4 separate regions of the Mus musculus genome follow, and regions 1, 2 and 3 are each linked to region 4. Evidence: chromatin contacts called from public HiChIP or PLAC-seq data. All regions are on one chromosome and are shown on one strand. Each heading gives the region's core, a stretch centred on a gene start, on an enhancer-like site or on the middle of the called end of the contact. The rest is flanking DNA. Distances are from core to core; before and after follow the strand shown.

The links. HiChIP or PLAC-seq counts read pairs in DNA pulled down with a chosen protein or histone mark.
Region 1: a contact with region 4 is called in a FOXA1 HiChIP or PLAC-seq map of pancreatic cancer cells. The contact joins two enhancer-like sites. A contact is called at or near these places in 8 of 39 promoter capture datasets (the 3T3-L1 cell line, the C10 cell line, the HPC-7 cell line and 4 more), 1 of 15 datasets of contacts at CTCF or cohesin (pro-B cells), 3 of 484 Hi-C or Micro-C datasets (embryonic stem cells and nephron progenitors), 2 of 115 datasets of contacts at active chromatin or transcription factors (extraembryonic endoderm stem cells and pancreatic cancer cells) and 1 of 9 other capture datasets (adipose tissue).
Region 2: an HNF4G HiChIP or PLAC-seq map of pancreatic cancer cells shows a contact between it and region 4. The contact joins two enhancer-like sites. A contact is called at or near these places in 1 of 15 datasets of contacts at CTCF or cohesin (the NIH/3T3 cell line), 2 of 484 Hi-C or Micro-C datasets (myocytes and palatal mesenchyme), 3 of 115 datasets of contacts at active chromatin or transcription factors (astrocytes, extraembryonic endoderm stem cells and pancreatic cancer cells) and 1 of 9 other capture datasets (embryonic stem cells).
Region 3: a contact with region 4 is called in a FOXA1 HiChIP or PLAC-seq map of pancreatic cancer cells. The contact joins two enhancer-like sites. A contact is called at or near these places in 2 of 115 datasets of contacts at active chromatin or transcription factors (embryonic stem cells and pancreatic cancer cells) and 1 of 9 other capture datasets (embryonic stem cells).

What each region holds. Positions count from the first base shown.
Region 1 is chr8:79,254,621-79,259,335 of GRCm38.p6, reverse strand. No RefSeq gene overlaps it. Among named protein-coding and RNA genes, the nearest start is that of 1700011L22Rik, 8.4 kb to the right of the region's middle. Within about 2 kb of position 3,060, at least 26 of the 459 cell types and tissues checked have an H3K27ac peak or open chromatin away from gene starts, as enhancers often do. A contact at or near this core is called in pancreatic cancer cells, where this site is marked.
Region 2 is chr8:79,096,208-79,100,964 of GRCm38.p6, reverse strand. The region is part of intron 5 of Zfp827 (zinc finger protein 827); the gene reads right to left. Among named protein-coding and RNA genes, the nearest start is that of Zfp827, 70 kb to the right of the region's middle. Within about 2 kb of position 3,109, at least 43 of the 459 cell types and tissues checked have an H3K27ac peak or open chromatin away from gene starts, as enhancers often do. A contact at or near this core is called in pancreatic cancer cells, where this site is marked.
Region 3 is chr8:79,161,573-79,165,976 of GRCm38.p6, reverse strand. The region is part of intron 8 of Zfp827 (zinc finger protein 827); the gene reads right to left. Among named protein-coding and RNA genes, the nearest start is that of Gm30271, 38 kb to the left of the region's middle. Within about 2 kb of position 2,961, at least 100 of the 459 cell types and tissues checked have an H3K27ac peak or open chromatin away from gene starts, as enhancers often do. A contact at or near this core is called in pancreatic cancer cells, where this site is marked.
Region 4 is chr8:79,586,293-79,590,809 of GRCm38.p6, reverse strand. No RefSeq gene overlaps it. Among named protein-coding and RNA genes, the nearest start is that of Otud4, 51 kb to the left of the region's middle. Within about 2 kb of position 2,064, at least 11 of the 459 cell types and tissues checked have an H3K27ac peak or open chromatin away from gene starts, as enhancers often do. A contact at or near this core is called in pancreatic cancer cells, where this site is marked.

The sequences.
Region 1 (4,715 bases), core at 1,811-4,310, 330 kb after region 4:
TGACTGCATGTCTCTACATCTTCCCCGACACATTCTCCAACCCGTGCCACATCCTCCACCCCCCCCCCACCCGCCACAGCCCCTCTACATAGCAGCCCCCCCCCCCCGCCCGCCTTCCTCCCTACCATGACAGACTGTATTCCTCTGGAACCCTAAGCCAAAGCAAGCTGTCTTCCCCATAAATTCATTTTTTTGGCATATTATTTTATCATAGCAGCAGAAAAGAAACTAATACCCATGGATTAGAAACAATTTGTTAAGATAAATGTATTACCTAGTAACCAGTTTGACACACACACACACACACACACACACACACATACACACACACAGCACAGCACATTCCCAACAATTTCCAAGTATGCAACTACATATTGTTAACAATATACAGACTGTTATGCCATGGTGTCTTAGTTGGGGGTTGGGGTTTTATTGCTGTGAAGAAACACCATGACCAAGGCAACTCCTTTTTTTTTTTTAATTAGATATTTTCTTTATTTACATTTCAAATGTTATCCCCTTTCACCAAAGCAACTCTTACAAGGAATAACATTTAATTAAGGCTAGCTTACAGTGTTAGAGGTTCAGTCCATTATCATCATGGTAGACATGGAAGAGTCCAGACATGGTACTGGAAGTGCTGAGAGTTCTATATCTTGATCCAAACTTACGGGGAAGACACTATTAGAAAGAGGCTCTAAAAGCCCATCCCCACAGTGAAATACTCCCTCAAATAAGGCAGCAGCTATTCCAAGAAGGCCACACCTAATAGTGCCGTTTTCCATGGGCTAAGCACGTTCAAACCACCACACACAGGTTTCCAGAACTACTCTGATCCTGAATGATTCATTACTACGGTTTGACTATGACCCCCAAACAGCTTGTGCTAGGAATTTAATTGTCATTGTACCAGTACGTGTGATGCTCTTTTACTTACTTTCAGATCATATCCAAATTAAATCATTATATGTTGAAAATATTAAGTTTTCTACTCAACTAAGAGTTACTAGAGCAAAATACCTGATGTAACTAACAGAAGAAAATGTGTTTATTTTGTTTCCAGTTTTGGAGGTTCAGAGGCAAGGTGCTCATATCTGCCTGGTGCTGGCAAAGGCAGCAGATAACAGCCTTGGGAGCACATGTTGGAGCAGTCAAATTCCAAGGCAGGAGGCAAAGTGAGAGACTGAGTGCCACATCGTTTATCAAGGCTATGGCCCAATGATCTAAGGTGTCACTTCTTCAATGGTCCACAGCATTTCCCTATATCACCACCCTGCACATACAGCTGTTACATAGGACCTTCAGGGGATACTCATCCGAACCACAGCAGGAAGTCAGATGCTTTTGATATAGTTAAACCACCAAGAATCACGGCTTAGCCTGGCCTACCTTTTATGTGCCCAGGATTAACACTATTAACACAGCCACCTCGCATCAGCGAGTTGCTTACAACTGCCACAGCACACAACCAGTATGTGAGGTGTGCACACTATGGAATTTTACTGAGCCATAAATAAAAGCATTTTTTTTTTTCAGAAAAATGGATGGACCTGTGTATCTTTGTGTTGAGCCAGTCTCACAAATACGAGCACACACATCTCTCACTGTGAGAACTTGAGGTGGGAAAAAAGAAGATGGAGTAAAGAGCAGGGCTGTTAGAGAATGGAGAGGGGAAAGTGGTGGTGGTTGGGGGATAAGAGAAGGTGGTGGGCTTGTGTGAGTGTGACCAAAGTGCATTGTATGCATGTACAAAACCGTTATGACAACCCCATTACTTTACAGGACTAATGTGTGGTAATACAGAAAAGACAGTGACACTGAATGCAAATGTGTGAATACTGACTCAGGTGGAACTGTGGAGTAGCTCCACAGCCTGCTAGATGTTGGGCATCCCTGGGAAACTGAACACAACATGAACATGGCCCCTGCTAGATCACTTTCCTCACAGAAACACAGCTGGGTTTGATCCCAGCCCTGCAATGCTGAATGAACGAATGAATGAATGAATGAATGAATGAAACGCTTTAATGTGAGTGTTGACTCTGTAAGGATCCTAAAGGACCTCATGTTCATTCATTCCTTGCTCGTTTTTTAAATCCATCTTGCCAGAGACTGGTATATGGCACTGACTTGCATGGTCTGACTGCTGTGTTGCAGAGTCTTCACTAACAACTTCCCTTTGGGGCTCGGCAGGTTAAGGTGCTTACTGTGCAAACCTGGTGACCTGAGTTTCATCCCCAGGACTCACCTAGCAGAAAGCCCATTTTTGAACAAAGTCATTTAAAATCCTACAGTTCGTTGAACACTGAACCTGAAGAGCAGAATGGTGGTGTGGGAACTTTTGCACCATCCTGAAGTTGGAAACTTGTAAAGAGAGGTGAAACATTTTAAGGGTTATCAGGCTATGAAGGCTCTGGCTTGTTACACCAATTGGTTCCTTATAAAAGAGTCACTTTGGCTGGCTCTTCACTGGGTGCAGCAATAGAGAGAGCTGGCCCTGCACCTCACTTGGGCAGCACAGTAGATTTGGCCCTGACGATGAAGGTGTGGGTGAGCTGGCCCTGAGGGCATGAGCTGGCCCTGACACTTATCTACAGTGTGGTGGCATCGGTGACCTGTCCCTTGTTGGCTGTGGCATTAGGTGAGTCAGTTGGAGCCGTGATGGAGAACTCAGCCTGATGATTTGGGTGCAAAAGAGTTAGTGGGCTGAGCAACTCAGCTACCATTCAGGCCCAGACCCAGGGCTTTGAGTTAGCCCACCCCAGTATCTACCTCATCTGAAACTGCTGGACTGTGTGAAAGGGCTGGTCCTGCAGATCTGAAGTCACAGAATCTCCATGACACAGGGCATCAACAGGAGATCTGAGAGGAGTCCTGGTGAGGATCCAATACTGATAGAGTAGCAGAAGCCAGAGGCCTCGAACCAGACCAGTGACTCATTGCGGTGAACATTTGCAAGTGAAGATGTGTGGACAGAAGGGTGCACCTTAGAGTAAATGCACTGGGACCCACTGCAGCTTCCACAGCAAGGCGTGTTTGTTTTATTTTGTTTATTTATTTTTATTTTCCGTTGGCTATTATGAGTAACGCTGCAATCGTGAGTCAGTGTGGGATGCTCACATCCTTCTGTGAAATCCTGCTTTCAGTTATTTTGGCTATATTCCCAGAAGTGGGATTGCTGGATTGTTTGGCGGGCTCAATTTTAAACTCTTTTGAGAAATTTCTCTGATTGTACTGTGTGGCAAACACACAATTTTGACTGTCCTTAACAGGACTCTCAGACTCCAATGTACACAATGTAAATAGACCATTGGTTTCTGCTTTCAAGATGGCTCATCTGCAGGGTTTAAGCTGCTGTCTCACTACGAGTTATTGGTTGTTGTTTTCATATAGGGTCTCTCTACATAATCCTGGCTGTCCTGGAACTCACTATGTAAACAGGCTGCTTGAACTCACAGAGATCCACCTGCCTCTGTCTCCCAAGTGCTGTGATGTGCTCCAACTGACTCACCTAATGCCACAGCCAACAAGGGACAGGTCACCGATGCCACCACACTGTAGATAAGTGTCAGGGCCAGCTCATGCCCTCAGTTTTGATTGACACTTCCCTGACAATTAGGGAGCAAGCATACTCTCTCATGTTTATTGCCATCTGAGCATCTTTAGAAATGTTTCTATTCAAGTCCTAACCACTGGGTTCTTGTTTTCTTGTTAAAGAGTTGTGCATGCTCTTTATTATGCCAGATACCCAGGTTGACAGGCAGCGTGAGCAGAAACTTGCATATTGTTCATGGTCTTCTTCATAAAGTTACCAGCCTCCTTCTTTCTAGAAATGGCATTTCTGGTTAGAGATATGCCAGACACTCAACATCTCTACACCAAGAATCCAATACATTAGTTAGTACCTTTCAGAGAGATGTGGTTTAAGATACCTGCTGCTCTTGCAGAGGACCTAGAGTTGGTTCTAAGCACCCACTTCCCAAGAGGCTTACAACTACCTATTACACCAGCTTCAGAGGGATTCAACAACTTTCCTGGCCCCCACAGGCATCCTCCAACACACACACACACACACACACACACAGAGTTTTACCTACCTGGGGTCAGAGGTTAACATCAAGGATTTTCCTCAATCATTCTCCACCTTTTGAAACAGAGTCTCTGGCTGAACCCAGGATGGTCAGCTTGGCTAGGCTGCTGCCCAGCACGCCTCAGGAATCCTTTTGCCTCTGATTGCAGTGCTGGGATTCCAGGTATGTGCTGCCACATGCAACTTTTAATGTGGGTGTCAGGGGCATAAACGTCTGTCTTCATATTTGCATGGCAAGCACTTTACCAACAAAGCCAGCTCTTCAGCTCCTAATCCTTGAAGAATACAAAAACCGTGTGTGTCTTCTGCTCAGCAGCAAGTATTTACTCCTGTCTGTCCTTCTGCCTTTTCCTCCCAATCATAAATATGCACATATACTTTTTATTTAAACAATGGAATCATAGCTTATGTACCATGTATGAACTGTTTCATTTTTTAAAGCAGTAAATATAACTAAAAATAAAGTTTAATAAAGCAAAGTAAAAAGAAAGTAAAGCTCTCCCTTTCTTTTTCTAATTTTTTTCAGTCACGTCCCCCACCCCCACCCTGTTCCTTAGCACTTTACCCTCTTTATTCCCATTCACTCCTGTGGCACACAGCTCCACTGCTCCCACCACTCACATAC
Region 2 (4,757 bases), core at 1,860-4,359, 490 kb after region 4:
GAGGAAATATGGAGACAAGTAAGGAACAGAGACTGAAGGAAAGGCCATCCAAAGACTTTCCCACCTGGGGATCCATCCCATATATAGTTGCCAAACCTGGATGCTATTGCGGATGCTGGGAAGTGCTTGTTGACAGAAGCCTGATATGTGTGTCTCCTGATCGTCTCTGCCAGAACCTGACAAATACAGAGGCAGACGCTCGCAGCCAACCATTGGAATGAGTGTGGGGTTCCCGATGAAGGAGTTGGAGAAGGGACTGAAGGAGCTGAAGGGATTTGCAGCCCCATGGGGGAAGCAACAGTGTCAACAGGCCAGACCCCTCGGAGCTCCTGGGGACTGGACCACCAACCAAAGAGTACACATGGCGGGACCCATGGCTCTGGACACATATGTGGCAGAGGATGGCCTTGTTGGACATCAATGGGAGGAACGGCTCTTGGGCCTGATGGAGTTCGATGCCCAGTGTAGGGGAATGCTAGGGCGGTAAGGTGGGAGTGAATGGGTGTGTGGGTGGGGGAGCACCCTCATAGAGGCAGGTGGAGCGGGGAGGGGATGGGGGTTTCCAGAGGGGAGACCTGGAAAGGGGATAACATTTGAAATGTAAATAAAGAAAATATCCAATAAAAGAAAAAATATGTAAATGTGATATTTCATGTAGCTCCTTTTTTACTATTAAAAGTATAATTTCTTATTTAGATTAGTCACCAATTATGGACTATATGAATACATCTACGTCTACATACACACATACATATACACATAAGTACACACAAACATATACACATACATACACACATACACACACATACACATACATACATACATACATACACACATACATACAGAGGTGGGGTCAGGAAGTGGGCATGGCCCTGAGGCGACTTGATGTGCTAAGGTGGAACGGTACCCGTGGGGGGCTTCCCTTTCTCTGAAGGCAAGGGGAGGGGATAATCGGTGAAGAGAGCTTGTGAGGATCGAAGTGGGAAAAGAGGGAGGGGCTGCAATTGAGGATGTAAAGTGAATAAATAAATTAATGAATGGGGGAAAAAGTGGACACGGCAGTGAGAAACGCGTCCCAGGCATTAGTTACAAACCCACTGCTGGGTGCATCCATTAGAAATCACTTAGAAAGCTGACATGCAAAAATAATTGGTCATCACCCTACATAAAAAAAAAAAAGACTAAGAGAGAGAGAGAGAGCAGTCAACCTAACTGGATAGGCAGAATTCAATAAATTAGACCTCAGAGGCTTAAATCAAATGTGCTTTGATAATATAAGTGAAGCTGGGTGTTCCTTTTAGTATTAAATAAGTCAGCATTTACTTAATTTTTAGAATTACAAGGAATATAAAGATGCTCATAAGCAACAAAAAGAACAAAAACTGAACCGGACTCTATCAACTGTAACACTTTCGTGTTGCAAATCACGCAAACCCGGCAAAATAAGAAAGAAATCTCATCTCTCCGGGATGGCTTACGTCCAGAACATGAGAAGCTTTCACAAGCCAATTATTTCTTTAAAAGGTAACCCATGTAAAGACTGGACAAAGAACTCGAATGGATGTTTCTTCAAAGACGTGCAAGTGTTAAGTAGCATCTGCAACTCACTCCACGAGGTGCCACCCTTCACTGGATTGACAAATCTAAGACGTTCAAGTGTTAAGTAGCATCTGCAACTCACTCCACGAGGTGCCACCCTTCACTGGATTGACAAATCTAACCCACAGTGACATTGCTAGGTTGTGCCGTCAAGGTGGTTCTGATAAGACGGATGGCAACGAGTTTTCAGAAGGCTATGCAGAGGGGATGCAGAATACTGTTGCTGCCTTGGAAAAAACTCTTAGGAGCTCTTCAAAATGTTAAAGGGAGTTCCATTCAGCTCACCAACTACAAGGTGCCTAGGGATCTAAACCATACGTCCACACAGAAACCTGTACAGGAATGTCCATAGTAACAAAGACTGGAACACAGACCATGTCTCCAGTAAAAAAATAAAGAAAATACAATGTAGCCATACAATTGGCAGCATTCAGCCGTAGAATAAGAATACAGGACGGATACCTAGGAGGCAATGAGATAGGCCAACAGGTAAAGATGCCTGCTATCAAGCACCGCAACCTGAGTTCAATCCTTGGGCTCACTTGGTGGAGAGAAACAACTCCCACCGGCCGTCTTCTGACCTGCACAGCAGAGCTCCCCACTCCCAAAATAAATAACATGCTATTTAACAACAAGAACCAATTTTACAGCATGACAGATGGGCCACGTAAGCATGAGTTCATGCATACAAAGAGTCCCCAGTAAGCAACTCTACTAAAACCGACCATAGATTAGTCAGTGGTTGCAGAGGCTGGGGCAGTGGAGGTGGGACAGTGACCAATGGCCGGTCGCTGAGCCTCAGAGAGCCACTTGTCTCCACCCCCTCTCCCCAGTGCTTGGATACCAGGTGCACACCAAAACACCCTGCTGTGCATCAGAATCATGACACCCCCCCCCCCAGCTCACTGAAGCAGCCATGTCCCCAGCCTTCAGGGGAGCTCAGGCTGTCCAAAAACTTGGGATCCTTCCGCATCTTGTCTCTGTCTCCAGAGAGAAAACCTGGCTCAGGAAAAATTCTTTCTTCCTTCCTTCCTTCCTTCCTTCCTTCCTTCCTTCCTTCCTTCCTTCCTTCCTTCCTTTCTTTCTTTCTTTCTTTCTTTCTTTCATTGAGATAGCATTAAAAAAAAATCTGGAATCCTTTGTAAAGCACAACCTGAAGTATTTATATCTGCAGTGCAATGCACATTCAATAAACCTTTCCATGTGTTCAGAAATATGCAAAGAAAAAGTAGTTTCCAATTTTAGTCTGATCGTGCCGCTGTTTTTATATTGTCAGATACGACAGCAGCGTGAGTTTGAGAATGTGGAGAGTAGAAAGAATTAATAAAACAAATAGACAAAATACCTTCCTATTAATAGCTCCAAATTACTTAACAGTATTTTTACATTTACTTATTTGTGTGTGTGTGTGTGTGTGCCTCTGCCACTGCACATGTGTAGGGTCAGAGGTCAACCCTTGGGTTGTCTCCCTCCAATCTGCAGCCCTCTGGGATGGAACATGAGCGCTCTGCCTCTGCAGTCAAGGTCCCCAGCATCTGGCAAGCCCAATCCTTAACCACTTCACACAAATCTGCTAGTATACGCTTAGCCATAGTTTGCAGGCAAGGAGAAGCGTAAGAACAATGTAAATTTAGGTTTAAAATGTTTTAGGACTGGGTGAGGTGGGGCACGCCTCTACTCCCAGCACTAAGTAGACAGAGGATGGTGGATCTATATAAGTTCAAAGCTAGCCTGGACCACATAGTGAATTCCAGGACAGCCAGGGCTATGTAGGGACTCTGTGTAAATAATAATAATAGTAATAATAATAATCTTTAAAAATGTTTTACAGGTCTCACATCTTTTCCATTACTCAATTTAGCATCTTGTCAGTCTGATGAAGGCAAGTTTTGTGGTGATAAAGTAAAGAATAACTTTCCTTCTTACAGATTATTACTGGTGCCCCGCATTATGCTCTAGCTTCTATCTTACAAGTGCCTCCAACACCCGTGTCTTAAAGGCTGATCCCCAAGTGGCACAGAAGGGATGGGCGTGCCTTAGGCAGGTGGGAACTAGAGGAAGTCTTCAGGTCATTGGGGCGTGCCCTCCAAGGTGACTGTGAGACCCTGGGCTCTTTTTCCTCTCTTTTCCTTCTGACCATGCTCCGTCGGAACACTCTCGCCACAGCATGCTGCTGGCTCGCCGCAGCCCACACAATGGGACTTATTACTCACTGACTAGAATCTCCAACTCGGAGCCAAAACAAACGCTTTCCTTTGTAAACTGATTACGGCATGTATTTGTTAAGAGTGGAGGACAGTTGACTGACTAAAGACATGCTGCTCAACGTGGTTACATGGAAATACAGTGTACTCATGCATGAACATCTCACAAAGACTAAATAAAAGTTTACAAAAAAGTACCACCCCTTTCCAAAGGGGGGAAAAATAGCACATACCAGAAAAAAAGTTTCAGCCTGAAAAATAATTTTGCTGAAATTTCTCATTTATCTCAAGAAATTCTTCAGAACAAAGAAGCCTACAACATGGTGTTTGATGCTGTTTGGAGTGGTGTAGGGAGATTTTCTCTAAAAACATATCCAGAAATAATTCCAAAATATAACTGCAATGGGCACTAGCAAGAGGTATTCTGGGAAGCTCAGAAGCACCGTGACCTTACGTGTCACACACGTAAGAGATGCCCTTCTTCAAAAGTGATGGTGCTAGATACTGTCATCTCATAATAAATGACAGGACTCATCATGGAAGAATTGGTTCTTTTTCTAAAAGAAATGAAGACATTTAACAGAGCTTTGTTTCACATCAGCTTCATCTCTTCCGATGGACCAAACTCATTCCCCTAGCCATTTTCCCTGCACACTGGGCTATTTATAAAGCCTTAGCTGTCCAGGTCACTAGGAAGGAGTCTCAAAACAGGCTGCCAGTCGCTCCTGCAGAGGTACAGGGTCTTCACCCAAAAACCCAGAGCAGACCTCGGAATGTGAGTCTCCCATGTCCTAGTGGTCTGCAAATTGGGGCTAGGTTCCACTGAGCCTCTACCAGAAAGGAGTGGAAACCAGTTTGAAGACCTAAGCACACACACTTCCAACCAGTGCTGGAATAAAGCAGTCCGTAGACTTGTTCCTCCAAGTCTGGAGTGCTGTGCATGTTGCTGTCTCT
Region 3 (4,404 bases), core at 1,712-4,211, 430 kb after region 4:
TGTAGGTGAAACAGGATGAAGTTACACCTTATTGAGCACTTATTTTCTTCCCGGTACCATACTAAAGCCAAGAGTTCTATCTTTGGCTTTATTTAATCTTCATAACAGCACAGAAAAATTGGAATCATTATTAGCTTCATTCTGTAGATGAGAAAAAGTCACGAAGAATGATGAAGGAGTTAGCATGTTCCCATATAGTTGGAAAGGGGGAGAGGTGGGTTTTGAACCTGGGATGCTCCGCTCGGAAAAATACATACTCTGCAGCTTGTCCAGACAGTGAGCGCGTTACTCCTCTCAGAAAAGACCTTTAATGTCTGTCAAGTAGAGTCTGGCTGCTGGTGCTGGCCTGAAGATCCATCTAGGCTGATCACCTTACTTGAACCTGGTGCTACAAAGGTCAATGCCACACGCTTAGTTTTCCTCTTTCCTAGGAGGCAAGTGCCACCATATCCCGTGGCCTTGGCTCAAAATACAACTGTGGGAGCCTTGCACATGGAACAACAGATGCTCTGTTGAGGGATGGGGTGCTGTCAGAACAGGAAGCTCTGGTGTAAATGTAACTGTATCCTAAACACGTACCTTATTAGCAAGGAGTTTTGGAAAAGCTTAGAAATGACTGTCAGGGCTCTGCCATGATCAATACAAATGAATGAAAAATCAGAGCCATCTCTTTTTAATCATCTCAGGAGTGGGCAAGAGTGAGAAGTAGATTTTTGGCTCATGTGCCAGAAATGTAAATACCCAACAGCCTGGGATATTTTTAAGTAACACATAATCTACAGTTCAAGTCCAAAGCTGCTAAGCCAAATGAGAAGTGCGTATCTTTTTTGAAAAGCATCATCTTCCAATTTCAATTCTCAAATTGAAAAGGAAACCAAATAAAATCGCAAAAAAATCTTTGAGGCAGCTGAGTATGGTAAGGAGTGCCTATAACAATTAGCGGGTATGGGGTACGCACTGAGGAAGTGGAGACATGGGGTCCCTAGGACAAGCTAGCCAGACTCAGAGACTCAGGGAGCACGGGGCTCACAAGAGACCTCAGTAAACAAGTAGAAAGTGATTGAAGAAGATGCCCAGCATCAACCTTTGACTCCCAGACATATACCTGTGCACATGTATGCGCGCTTCCACAGACCTGGGGGACGGGAGTACTGGAAGTTCAACACCAGGCTGGGCTGCTCCTTACACAAAAAATTCAATGCAACCAGTAGTTTGTTTACCAAATAAGACATTAGAAAAATCAAATAATTGGATGCTTTCTCTCTATGAGGAAAACATAATGTATTAATCTTTGACAGGGTTTTTATGTAGCCTATCATGTTCCTGAATTTGCTATGAAACAGATGAGGACTCCCTTGAGCTTCTGAGCCTCCTGCCTCCTCAGTACTGGGTTAAAGGCTACACCATTATGCCTGATCCGTGGTGCTGCAGATGGCATCAGGGCTTCATGCATGCTTGGCAACTTGCCACTATCAACTGGGCTGCACCTCACCTCCCAGATGCAACACACTAGTCAGGCACTCTGCTTGTATTATTCTTACATATTTTAACTACTTTTTGTCTCTATCCTTTCTTCTTTTATATAGATACTAGAGGACAATAAACACTTGTGATCTGAAAAAAAAATCTGGCTGCAGGCAAGAGAGAAAGAGGCATTGATTCATGATATGTAAATGAATGTAAGTGATTTTTCTACAAGTGAGCTGAGAAGTGGCTACCTTTCTGCACTGTAACACAAGTGCTTTACCTTTGGTAACAAAGGTTCAGCGTCCTTTCGAGACTTTATCTCAATAGAACCTCTGTCTCATCTTCTAAGGACTAGGGAGCAATTGGAAAAAGAATATTATTCTCTAGTTCACAGACAATTTATGGGATGTAAAAGCTAATTTCCCAACTGACGTCACATGGTGAAACCACTTATCTAGGACTTCCCATCCCCCAATGCCTGCTTCTCAAGAGGCTGAAGTTCAGATTAATCACACCGCATAGTAAGAGCTGTGCATAGCATATCAGCCTTCAAACTGTTGAGTGCACTATGGGTCATGGACTAACAGGGGACAGGTAACAGCACTATGGTAATCTTATTTTCCAGTTTGGGCATGTGCACATTTGTAACCTTAGTGGCACTTGAACACAGATTTTTGCATCTAATATTAATGCAGAAACTCACAAATACTTGTGGAATTGGATCACTGCCATGTTCTAATTTCAGTGGGAATGTGTGGCTGCTTTTGCAACAGATGCACTTGTTTCTAGGTCCTGTTGGTGACTCCTGGGTTGAGACTGTGAACATTCTAATCTTTACAGGAGACGGTGTCAAGTTAACGTCCTACAGATATCCCATCTCATTTCATACTTTTAAAAGCCACTGTAGAGCCAACACCTGTAAAGGCTAGTGGCAGGGCGCCGTGACTCGTCAGTATCCAACACTTAGTATTGTGTGTACGTGTGTGCTCTTGTGTGTGGGGTGAATATGTGTTCATGTGGGTGTGTGTGCATGCATGGGTGTAGGAGAGAGGTTGATGTCATGTGTTTTCCTTAATCCCACTGCAACTTATTTTTAAATACTGTTCTTATTAATCTCTTAAGTATTTTATTCTATGTATTTTGGTTATGCTCACCCCTCCTCCACATCTTTTTTGAGACAATAGAGTCTCTGGACTGCACGGCTCACAAGCTCTGGGTACCTACCTACCTATCTCTGTCCTGGGGATTTGAACTTGGGTCCTCATGCCGGCACAGCAGGCACTTTACCAACTGAGCCGTCTCCCCAGCCCTAGATCCATGGAGCTGTTAAAGCAATCACATGCGCAGCAGAACAGAACACTAAATGACATCATACCCCAAATGCTAGCCTGGCTCTGGCGAGAAGCCAAGTAACCACGGGTTACACAGCAAGTTTGCAGAGGTGACTTTTTCCAAAGTTCAGGTTTAACTGAAAAGGCCAGAGACGTGATTCAGACTAGATCTGCTAACCACGTGTGCTGCCCGAGGAGGGTGACCTTACAGTCAGCTGCCCACGGAGAGTGACCAGGGCTGCTTCCTGCCTCCTTCCACTGGCTTCTATGCACACAACTCCACCCCTCAGGCACCAGGATACAGACTGAAAGGTCCTTTTAAGCCACTGTTTCTTGCCCAAGGGACCACATGGCTGATCCTAAATCCCACCTGTTCCTTCTAGGCCTGTGTCTTTCCTGCATCATTAGCTCAAAAAGAAAGGATAAGGATGGAGTTTTTCTTCTGTGTGGAGGAAGTGAAACTGTGAAGCCTCTAATGTGTTAGGACTCTCACTCACTCACAAAATGCTCACCATTTGAGCTAGCCTAGATTTTGATCCAAGTCTATCCATATAATGTCCACAATAATGTTGGCAGAAACCGTTGGATCTCTGAGTTTGAGGCCAGCCTGGTCTACAGAGCAAGTTTTAGGATAGCCAGCCAAGAGAAATCCTGTTCTGAAAAACATAAATGAACAAAGAAAAAAGAAGAAAGAGAGAAAACCAACAGGGACCACTATAACAGGTCGCCGTGTTTCTTCCTCATTGGGTTTGAGGTTAAATGGATACGGAGTCATCCTACTAGTTTTTATGTTGTGAATACCAAGAGACATTGAGAAATTGTGGAGAAGGTGGGATGAAATTTTTAGACCTAACCATGATGTGGGGGTGGGGTGACAATCTCTAACAGGTTAATTTTGAGAATACTGCATTAACTTTGGACCTGCTGTGAAAAACTTTTGGAGAAGAAATCCAAGACAAAGTTTGTGGACTGAGGCGTGGCTGTCCACATGAAGCTCACATCCACAACACCGTATGTTCATATATCTGTAGAAAATACATCCTGTCCCCGTTTATCCTGTGTGTTTTGCGGGTAACATACAGATTCACAGCAGTGAAAGGTTAGAAAAGAACACATTTCAGGAGCTTAACCATCTGAATCATCAACACAGGTTTTGCTCTACATGGTATGGACGTGGGTTTGCCACTTTAAAGACCTGCTACACCTAATCAGTTGCTCATGAGAGCGGAGGCCGGACTCCTGACAGGGTAGGTGTCTGGTACGTTCTGTCTAAGTCTGAAACACCAAATGCTGTTTTTCCGTTGCTGTGAGAAAACACCATGAGCGAGGCGACTTACAGAAGCAAGAGTTTGTTTGGGTTCATGGTCCTGAGGGATAAGAATTGTTCGCGGTGGGCAGGCACAGCAGCTGGCATAGATGTGGGACTGGGAAGAGGACTAGGAGAGCTCACATCCTTTTTTATAAGCACAAGACAGAGAACAAGACAGAAGTGGCATGAAGATGAGGCTCTAATGTCAAAGCCCATCCCCAGCGACATCCCTTCTAGTAAGGCTGCACCCTTAACTTCCCCAAACACTGCCACCAACTGGAAACCTCTACTAGCCTC
Region 4 (4,517 bases), core at 815-3,314:
CCATGCACTCTCCAAAACCGTGAAGGATAAATTTCTACCATTCCTCAGCCATCCAGACTGTGTGGTGCTTTGTTATAGCAGCACAAGATCATTAGGACAGATTTAAAATGGGTCATTTGGGTAATAGAACTGGGTCTTTTGTTTTTGTGTGTGTGTGGTTTTTTTTTTTTTTAGAATGCCCAGGTAAACATTTTAAAAATCATCACCAGTCATGATGCTTTTGTTTGGGGGGAGGGAGGGTGTGTTCCATGTGGCCTAGGTGTGCCTCGAGCTCCCCAGTCATCTTCAAGTTATTTTTTCTCTAATTTAACTTGTAATTAATTCTTTGTGACTTTCACATCATTTACCCAATTCCACTCATCTCCCCATCCCTTTGTATCCACCCTCTGCCATTTCCACTTCCCCTGAAAGAAAATAAAAGACAAAAATGAAAAATAGACAAAACAAAGCATAAAAACATCTCATCATGGAAGCTGTAGTATGACACAGTGTATCCCACAGTGTATCCCTCTGTCCACACATCTTCACTTGCAAATGTTCCTTGCCATGAGTCATTGGTCTGGTGCGAGGCCTCTGGCTTCTGTTACTCCATCAATACTGGATCCTCACTGGACTCCTCTCAGTTATCCTTTTGTTGTCCTGTGTCATGGAGATCCTGCAGCTTTGGATCTGCAGGACTGGCCCTTTCACATGCTTTAGTAGTTCATAGATGAGGTAGATGTTGAGGTGGGCCTGGGTGGTGCCTGGGTTAGTCAGCACACTGGTTCTCTCACACCCACAGCACCAGGGCGAGCTCTCCAGCACTGCCCTGGCTAGCTCACCCATGCTGCAGCGACAAGAGGCATGCATGGCTAGCTCTCTATGCCTTGGGGCTGGTTCATCAACACCCATGCCACCAGAGCCAGCTCCATTGTGTCACCCAGTGGAGGTTTGGGACATTCTTCCCACTGATGCATGCTGTAGCTGGTGAGGGGCTGGGCCAGCTCTCCTGCACTAACCCTGGGCAGGAGCCTTACCCACGACCCCTACAACCAGGGCCAGTCTACTATATTTCCTGGGCAAGGTTCAGGGCCCCTCTTTTGAGTGCTGCAGTTGATGAACATTGGGGCCAGCTCTCCCATGATGCTTAGGTGAAGGGTAGAGCAAGTTCTACATAGCCCTCAGACATTAACATGTCCTCAGGTGGCAGTGCAGACAGGGACATCTGCCTGGCCTTTGGTAGTAATAGATCCCCACTACTACAGGGCCACAGGCATAGACATGGCCCTTAGGTGGCAGCACACCAGAACCTCACCATGGCCTTAGGTGGCATCACAGGCTACTCACATAGGGCTGTTCCTCACTACCCTCGAGCCTCCAAGTCCTCTTCATTGTGCTCACATCCTCCTGCTTCTCCTTCTCTTCCATCTTTCTTCCACTTGCTTGTTCATTTTAATGGCACCAGGGTCTTTGGGTGTCTGGGGTTGTCTCCCAGATCTGTGTGGCACCAGGTTAGGGATCATTGCATGCTTGCTCTGCCCACTCAGAGACCATGTAAAGCTAGGCAGGCCTTTTGAGTGTGATCTGCCCACTTGGGCCCTGTGGCACTGGGCTGGGGTGGTCTGATCCTCCTGTCTCCACCTCCAAGTTGCTGGAATCACTGGACGTATCAGAACACCTGGTTTATGTAGTAATAGAATTGAACCCAGGGTTTTGTGTGTGCCTGATGCATTCTGAATTGGTGCTTTGTGGAGATCTTCAAGTTGATAACGGGAGAGAATGGAGTAATCCAAGCATGCTTTGTGATATCTGAGTTACACAAAGCCATGCGACTGGGCTGTGGCCCAGAACAATGAAAACCTTAGCTTTAAGTCACTTTATTTTAAGACAGACGATAAAGAGAGTATGTCTACATTAGTCAGGGTACTGACTGAAATACACTCAGTCACTGAAAGTATTAGAAGTAAGAGACTGTTTACCAAGATGTGGTCGAAGGCAAGGAAATAAAAGCTGGTGGCATGGTGTGAAGCCAGTGCCAGTGCCAGGGCTAAAGGTCCTACTGGGGATGATTAATCACCGGGACCTGGGGGTTGCCCAGGGCTGAAGCTGAGGAAAGCAGGTGGGGACACACACGGCTGCTGTACTATGGCGCTGCAGAAGGCAGGCCGGGCTTTGCTCCTGCCAGTGGATTTCTGGAACCAGCTGGAATCCATAGGCAGCAGCCCTCTATGTATTCTATGTAGCTCAGTCTCCACAGGTTGAAAGAAGCTAGAAGGATAGTCAGTCCAGAGGGACACACTGAGAGGGACTCCTCATACAATCTTATTCTCCCAGACATCAACTCAAACTTACTCCTTACTAGAAAGTCACAGGTTGGCTGGTTCTCGAGAGATGCCTTAGCAGCTAACAGGAGATCTGCGTCAGGTTCCATCCACACACCCAGAGGCTTATAACCATCTGTAACTCTAGCTCCAGAGGATACAATACCATCTTCTGGTGTCTACAGGCACAGTACCATACATACAGCAGAAAGACAGACAGACAGACAGACACACAGATCGATCGGCAGGTAGAAGTGATCCCACAGTCTAACGGAGAATTCAAATGCTAACCAAAAACACATAAATAAAACTGCGGCAGAGGCAAGATTCACTATTCTCAGAGATTCAGTGGTAAAGGGCTAGCGTTCTAAAAGCCCATTTATTTAACCTGAAATCTTAAGACTAAATAGGCTTTGGTCTGGAAATGTAGGTCAGTTGGCAATGTGTGCCCAGCTTGCTGGAAGCGCTAGGTTCCAGAATCTTCATAAATACAAAGTGGCAGCACAGGCCTGTAATTCCAGCACCTGGGAGGTAGAGATATGATCATCAGAAGTTTAAGTTAACCTTCGGCTATGTAGTCATTTCAAGGTCAGCCATGAAACTGTCTCAAAACCAACACCATCAGCAAAAACAGTGCTTGAAGAGGAGAGAGGTGGGTAGAGCTGCTGCTGGTGAGCATGTTGACTGTGCTGTGATAACAAACACAGACCATACCAAGTGGAATGGATTTCGGAACTTCGAGGACCATTAGTCTTTATCAAAGAGTAAGTCCAAGATATGCTTCCAAGTCTTGCTAGTTCTCCAGCAGTGCCCAGCTCTGTTGCTTCTTTGCCTTGAAAAATTTTGACAAATACAATTTATTTGTCTTTCTTTCTTTCTTTGTTTCACAATTTCAAAACCACAGAGGGCCCTAGAACTTCCAAATGGCTCCCTAAAACAGAAGTCCCCATTTTATGCTATCCTTGCACAGATAGCAGGGGAACGGGAACCTGGTTCTGCAGAGAAGTCAGCTCTTTCCTTGTGAAGAGCCATGAAACACCAGAAGTGGTAGCCCTCTGCCAGTGGGTGAGGGTACTGCACCCAAGTGTTTAGTTTTTAGGTTTTTTTTTTTTTTTTTTCCTCCAAAGTTCAGATCAGTCTAACTGCTTCCAGGCATATTGCTACAAGGGTTTTTTTGTTTGTTTGTTTGTTTTTGTTTTTTTTCCTTTACCTAGTAGGGCAGCAATCAGCACATGCAGAAAGACTTCAAGCAGCTACCTTTGAATTAACATAAATCCATTTTTGGTTAAAGTCATTAGTGTTTTCCAAATAAGCCTTTATCAAGCAAGAGAGGGATTATGGGATGTAAAGGACCAGTTTAGCGTTGTTTGCTGGCTTCCTGTCACCATAGGTAATATGTTCAACAATGCAAGCAAATTCATAATTTTACACACACACACACACACACACACACACACACACACCACACACACACACACACACACACACCACATACACACACACATACACACACACAAACACACCACACACACACACACACACACACACACCACACACACACACACACACACAAACACACACACACACACACACACGTGGGGGGGGTGGCGAGGTTCTGTGTCATTTGCCTCTTTGGGTCAGTGACACACAGCTCTCCCGCAGTGGCCCCAGAGCCATCTTAGCTTGTGTAAGTAGGTATACTTTATGATGTTTGCAGAATTACATGATTCTCAGAACATATCTCTGTTGTCAAGTAATGCATTGTAGGAAGGGGAGGGAGAGAGAAGATGATGACTTGAAAATCTGAAAAAATTATCGTCTTCTAGTATAGAATCTTAACATATGTAGATCTGTGAATTTTTTTGTTGTTGTTTTGGTTTTTTTGGAGACAGGGTTTCTCTTTGTAGCCCTGGCTGTCCTGGAACTTACTCTGTAGACCAGGCTGGCCTCGAACTCAGAAATCTGCCTGCCTCTGGTTCCCATGTACTGGGATTAAAAGCATGCTCCACCACTGCCCAGCTAGATCTATAAATTCTTAGGAGACTTGTGTTCCATGAAAAGGATCCTAGAACCCAAACCTCTACTTAATTTACTATCTTGAATTTCATGTGCTGTTAAAATCCTAAAAAACAGCCATACTGTCCTAGTTAGAGTCAAAAGTGAAATAATTTAGACTAAGCATAACACACACATCTTATTATATATCTAATTCATCAA